Regions from separate parts of the Mus musculus genome. Here region 1 is linked to region 2. Evidence: chromatin contacts called from public Hi-C data. All regions are on one chromosome and are shown on one strand. Each heading gives the region's core, a stretch centred on a gene start, on an enhancer-like site or on the middle of the called end of the contact. The rest is flanking DNA. Distances are from core to core; before and after follow the strand shown. Region 1 overlaps Slc44a1 (solute carrier family 44, member 1). Region 2 overlaps Abca1 (ATP-binding cassette, sub-family A (ABC1), member 1).

The links. Hi-C and Micro-C count contacts between places; a contact is called where the count stands out from the background.
Region 1: a contact with region 2 is called in a Hi-C map of bone marrow-derived macrophages, with 15 read pairs. The contact joins two enhancer-like sites. A contact is called at or near these places in 2 of 15 datasets of contacts at CTCF or cohesin (the NIH/3T3 cell line and pro-B cells), 13 of 484 Hi-C or Micro-C datasets (the 3T3-L1 cell line, 3T3-L1-derived adipocytes, B cells and 8 more), 5 of 115 datasets of contacts at active chromatin or transcription factors (bone marrow-derived macrophages, embryonic stem cells, extraembryonic endoderm stem cells and 2 more) and 1 of 9 other capture datasets (embryonic stem cells).

The regions. Positions count from the first base shown.
Region 1 is chr4:53,468,179-53,471,193 of GRCm38.p6, reverse strand. All of the region lies in intron 1 of Slc44a1 (solute carrier family 44, member 1), which reads right to left. Among named protein-coding and RNA genes, the nearest start is that of Slc44a1, 29 kb to the right of the region's middle. Within about 2 kb of position 1,598, at least 54 of the 459 cell types and tissues checked have an H3K27ac peak or open chromatin away from gene starts, as enhancers often do. A contact at or near this core is called in bone marrow-derived macrophages, where this site is marked.
Region 2 is chr4:53,114,637-53,117,860 of GRCm38.p6, reverse strand. All of the region lies in intron 5 of Abca1 (ATP-binding cassette, sub-family A (ABC1), member 1), which reads left to right. Among named protein-coding and RNA genes, the nearest start is that of Abca1, 44 kb to the left of the region's middle. Within about 2 kb of position 1,825, at least 99 of the 459 cell types and tissues checked have an H3K27ac peak or open chromatin away from gene starts, as enhancers often do. A contact at or near this core is called in bone marrow-derived macrophages, where this site is marked.

The sequences.
Region 1 (3,015 bases), core at 349-2,848, 350 kb before region 2:
AGCCAGGGAAGGGGAGGGGACTAAATCTGACTTATAATGTATTTTCTGTCTCAAGTTTCATTAATACCATTTAATTATGGAGGAAGAAAGAGAATGTTGGCTCCCACTTCTCCAGATTAGTCTTTTTCTACTTTCTTGGTATAAACGTCAACTACAAAGGGACACAACATCAAAACCATCAGAAAGAAATGTTTAAGTTAATCTACCTGACACTGAAGACAGATCAGAACACTTCAAAGTTCATTAGAAAGTTTCATGCTAAAAATAGGCTGGGCAGAAGTAAGGCTCTTCCTGGAGAATGAGGGGCAGGAGTGTGAGGAGAAAACGCTGGCACAGCAGGGAAAGGAGCCCCCACCTGCTCAAACTCCAGCTTCTCTTCCCATCGTCACCTCCGCACCGCTCTTCATGCCCTTTGCCAGTGCAGTCCAGGAAACTGCTCTAGGCGGCATCAAAGAAAGGGACTCCCACAAATACTCACCCCAAACACCTGTGAGACCGCCCCACGATGTAACATCAAGTAAAACTCAGGCTTGCAAAGCCAAGAAGAAATAAATGGGTGCACAACTGTGATCAAGAGACAAGAGAACACTGGCTTTCACATGATGTACAATGTGGGAGCTGACGGTGTGATTATGATAGATTATTAGTTCATCTTCACAGCTGAAGGTGTGTATGTCATGTCCTGGGATGTGTAGATGTTGGAAGGTCTTAAATTTTTAACGAAGGTCGGGGGAACACTAGTTCTGAAACCCATAATGAACATGATGATTTTACGAATCTATTCCTTTGGTCATTACCATGGGAAAAAGCTATGCTGGACCAGATGGGAATCCATCGCTTGATCCTCACCTTTGGGCCTCTCTTTTCAGTTAAGCAAATAAGCCATGGCTACTCTACCCAATGACACTGAAATATCCTATGTGGAAAAGGGGGGGGGGTAGGGGGAGACAGGGAAAGGAAATGTGTAAGAATTATAGGAAAAAAGATCTTGATCACATTTTATACAGTTAGCCCTTTTATTATAAGAAAATTACAGATCCTAACCAAGAAAACATATTAAAGCATTTTATGTTTTGATTTCATAGGTAATTCCCAAATGTCTGAATAATTACTCTTGGTATTTGAAGAAAAACACTCCAGTGGTGTTTCACAGGTAGAAGCAGGCTGTTGTTTCCTCTTGACCATCTGCAGCATCTACTCTGGAAAATGTCTGCACTTCAGGAAGAGCAAAAATATACAGTGATTCTTTGCCATTAAGAAATCCCTTAGCCGGGTGTGGTGGCGCACGCCTTTAATCCCAGCAGAGGGAAGCAGAGGCAGGTAGATTTCTGAGTTCGAGGCCACCTGGTCTACAAAATTGAGTTCCAGGACAGCCAGCGCTATACAGAGAAACCCTGTCTCCAAAAACCAAAAAAAAAAAAAAAAAGAAAGAAAGAAACAAAGAAAAAAAAGAGAAATCCCATATCAGGGTCTTAGAGAGATGGTCCAATACCTAAGACCACTGCTCTTATAGAGTACCTGGGTTCGATTCTCAGCCACCCACAAGGTGGTTATTCTAAGGAATCCAACACACTCCTCTGGCCTCCGCCCTCTTCTGGCCTCCAGGGCATCAGGCAAGCATGTGGTACACAGACATACAGGCAGACCAAACGCCCAGACACATAGAGTTAATTAAATTTTTTAAAATTCCATACAAATGTTTGATGAGGGATCATATACAGTGTGGTCCACCTCAGCTCTGAAATATCTGTCCAATGGAAATGCAAGAAGTTGTGATATAGGACACAACATGGGCAAACCTTGAAAACACTCTGTGAAGGGACCCAGACGCCTGTGTGCAAGCTGCAAAACAGATAAATCTCTAGTTTGCAGTTAGCGCAGTGCCTGCCCCGGGGCTGAGTGGGAGTTTAGAAAAATGGGGAAGGAGAAGTAACTGGGGTTTTGTTAGTGGGAGAACAGCTTGTGAGCGTGTTCTAAAATTGATTAAGGTGATGATTCACACAACTATGAGGAAGTAATAAAAACCACCCAGCAGTAAATCTTAGTTGAGAAAATCGTACAGCTGTGGATTATATTTCAGTAAAGCGTTACATGAAAAACAGAATGTCCCCAGACCCTGTCCCCAGCCCCACCATGGGAAGTCCTGATTCCATGTGAACTGGAGGGAGCTATATTTGTACAGCTATCACATCAGACAGAAGAAAGCCAAAGTGCCCCGTCAAAGTGCTAAGGAAACCTGACAAATAGCCATGCCCTTCAAAGATTTATCTTAATTTCCAAGTATGAATCTTTGTGTGGGTGTGTACAGGTGATGGAGCCCATGGAGGCACAGGAGACATCAGGTCCCCTTGGCACTGGAGTTAGGAGGCTGTTATGAGCCACCTGACACTGGGTGCTGGGAACTGAACTCAGGTCTTCAACAAGAGCGGTGCATGCTCTTAACCACTGAACCACCTTTACAGCTCCCATGTTGTTTGGTTGGTTTGGTTTGGGTTTTTTTTAAATCCTAAGTTAGATTTACCAACTAAAGCGCTGATTTTCTTAGAATCGTCCTACTCTCCTTTATTTGATTTCATCTAGTCAGGCAGTCTGCTCCCTGTTCTCTGGCTGCCCCCAAGTTAACAAGCAATGTGTGCAACAAAACCTGAGGGCTACTGGATAATGGAACTGTATAATAGAAGTTACTACCTATACAGTGACTCTGGAGTGAGACAGAGTAAGTTGTTAACCTTATTATCACATGAGGTGGGGTCATGAAGGACTTCATTTGATTGGATTTTATTTAAAACACTATTTACCAATTAAAAGTAAATAATTCTAAGCCAGGAGGTGATATCACACACCCCAAGTTAAAGGACAAACTGGGCTACAGAGGGAGTCCCAGGGCAGCCAGGGCCATCCAGAGAAACCCTGTCATGGGAAAACAAAACAAAACAAACCAATCAACCCAAAACAAAACTATTTATCAATCACAAGTACGTAATTCTGAGTCAGGTGGTGGTGGTGCACGACTTT
Region 2 (3,224 bases), core at 576-3,075:
TTCCTCCAGCTATCTCAGCCAACCTGCTGTCTCAGGCCCCACCTGCTGGCCAGTGAGAGCCACAGCCCTCAATGGCTCCTCCTTACCACCCAGACTCTTGCTAGATGACTCAAGCTCTCATCCCAGAGGGTTCTAGCAGCTTCCCTCTTGTTAGGAAGGCATGCTTATTTGTTTAATCCATTCTAGCTTCCATAAGAAAATACCCAAGGCTCAGTAATTTTACCTGATAGAAATGGTTTCTAAGAATCCCAGACGTCCAAGTTCTGTTGTGGGCTACCGTCTCCTGGAGGGCTCTTTTGACTCTTAACTTGGTAGAAGAGACAGAAGAATGAGCCCACCCCTCAAGGTCTTTAAAAAGAAGATTTATATTGTTTTATGAGTGTTTGCTTTCATCTATGTATATGTGTGTGTGTGTGTCTCTTCAATCTTTTTAAAAAGCGCTTTCATAAAAATCGTAAGCTCGTCTGAGAGGACTCTCTCTGATGACTGATTTCCTGGGAGGCCTCCAGTTTCCCAGCATTCTTCTCCTGTCAGCCAGTGGCTGCCTTAGAGCATGGATCTGGGGAAAGGTGTTTCCTTCCTGCTGTCATCTCAATTGTGACTGATTCTCAATAGCACACAGGGCTGCTCTGTTCTTACTGGATGCCCACAATCTCTTGGATAGCAAGGGCCGGGATTATGTCATACGATACCCCTTTTGTCCCTGCCTTTGGGAAGCACTAACTAGGTTTTTTCCCCTTTTATCCTTAGCACTGGTACTGTGATACAGTAGACATTTAACTGATGCACCAAATAATTTAAACAGCATACAGTGTCTAAAGTTGTACAATTTCTGTTGGTCTAAAGACGAGGTTTTGGCAGCAAACGGTTCAGGGTGTATAGCCACGAATAGTCAGGTCTCTTGGGAACTGGTCATCTAATTGCCATGACGATTTTATCAGCATGTATTTTGACTATATTTAGTCTCCAGTTTATATTTTCTTGTGCACTGTAAGCCATGCTTGGTGTTATTAGTGCTTTCGGAACCCAGAAACTTGGAGGGCCTGAAAAGTGACTTCCAATGTCCACAGAAGTAGAACATTCTGTAATGGAAATGTGACCCAGGTTCATTAGACTCCAATTAGCACTTCTTCTGTGCTGTTGAGAAAGCCTTCACTGCAGGGCAAGAAAATTCTCCGGGGCCCCGTGACCACCATGGAGGTCTCAAGGCATGTGTGCCCACAGTCTGGCTCACCCTCGTCCACGCTCACAGGTTCCCCAGGGCATATCCACCCAGCTACTATTCCTTCTCTCCAGAGCACCCCACAAAGTCTTCTGGAGACATCTCACAGGCCCAGCACCACAAAATGAACCAAAGCAACAGATACCCGAAGTTGGGCATGATGGTGTGTTTATAATGGCAGCTTGTGGAGGTGGAAGTAGGAGAATGAGGAATTGGAAGCCGTGAGACTCAGAAAGGAACTAAGTAACCAACCAACTAATAAACAGGTGTGATTATTTCCAGCCCCTTTGTAGCTGAAAATATTCCAAAGTCTTGTTTATAAGACTAATCAAATAGGCTAAATAGAACCACAAGACTGTCATCCAGCCCCCCACCCCCAAGTCTTTGCTCATTTGACCAGCCAGGGCTAGGAGACCTCAACCCCACCTCTACTCCACCCTGCTGCTGCCTAGGGGGTCCATTTAAGAAGGGTATGCAGGCTGGGGCTGCTGGCAAGGCTTCTTTCTCTGCTTCTCCTTTTCCCCATTTCTCTCCTCCACCCACGTCTCAAGCTGTTGATGGCTGTGGTTCCTTTTGTATAGAGCACAAGACTGCAGAGAACTTGAAACTTAAGCTGGGGCTTAGAGAGGGCACTGACCGAGAGTAACCCCAGTGGCTGCTGCCAGGGTTTTCCTCCTCTGCCTTCCTCTGTTGTTTCCCTCGCCCTCCTCCTTCCTCCTCCTCTTCCTCCTCCTCTGCTCCTGGGTTCCAGCAGGCAGGTGGGAGAGCGAACGCTTCCATGACCAGGAAGACCCCCCCCCCCCCCCCCCCCAGAGTTAGGCTTCTCTCTAACTTCTATCTGCCTGTGCTGTTTCCTTAGCTTGGCTGTAGTGACTTGACCCAGATGAATAGCAAGAAACCCAGGATTGTGTCTCACTCTGTCCCAGCCCACAGATGCATCTCATCTGTTTGCTCTTTTTAGACACCAGCCTTTTATTTTGTTTTCCCTCTCTCCTCCCCTTTGCCCTGCTTCACTGTGCCCAAAGCTCCAGGGACATGGCAGGCGGCTGGCTGCCTCTCCGGCCAATCAGGAAGCTGGGCTCCGCAGATCAGATACTTTCGTCCAGCAATGAGAGAACTCCTTTGGCCCTTTGTTGACTACAGCTTTCTGGCTTCCCTGATGTTCACATTCTAACTGGGACCACACCTTCTCATGTAAACACTCCCAACTAACCAGCTCTGGGTCTTCAGTGAGTGAGTGGTGTGTGTGTGTGTGTGTGTGTGTGTGTATGTGTCTGTGTGTGTGTATTGTGTGTACTCGTTTTAGAGGGCAGACATCAGTATTGAATTTAGGATCTCTCACTGAACAAGGAGCTCACTGATTTGGATACACCAACTGGCCAGCAAGCCTTGAGCCTTTGTCCATCTCCCCAGCACTGAGGGCATGGATGGTTCATGACTTTTGACCTTGATGTTGGGGGTGAATACTCAGTTCCTTGCGCTTGCCCAGTAGGTGTTTTATTGAGTGAGCCATCTTCCTAGCTCCAGTCTCTTGTTCATACTCTTAATCATTGCATTCTACATCAACTTATGAATGTTACTATTTCCATATTCTTTTAAAAACATTATTACACTTTATTTTGTATGTGTGTGAGGTGGGCTGGGTGTGAAGGGACAGGACAGCTTGTGGAAGTCATCCCACGTGTGTCTCATGGACTGAGATTGGGGTGCCAGGCTTGGTGGCAGGTACTGTTCTTGCTAAACCTTCTTGTTGGCCCCAACTCCATTTGATGTCTAAGAAACTGAGGTTAAGAGAGAACAAAGAAAGGGGCCAAGTGAGGTTCATGGTCACACAGGCAGGAAGTGTTTGAGTTCAGCCTCTCTGATAAGAGTCTCTGGTGCTGGATCAATTGGATCTGTGTTCCTCTCAGAAACATGGAAAAGAGTTTTTCAGAGAACTTTTTCCCCAACCACACATTCCACAGATAATAAAAACCAGGTCCCCGTCAATTCATTTGGTTAG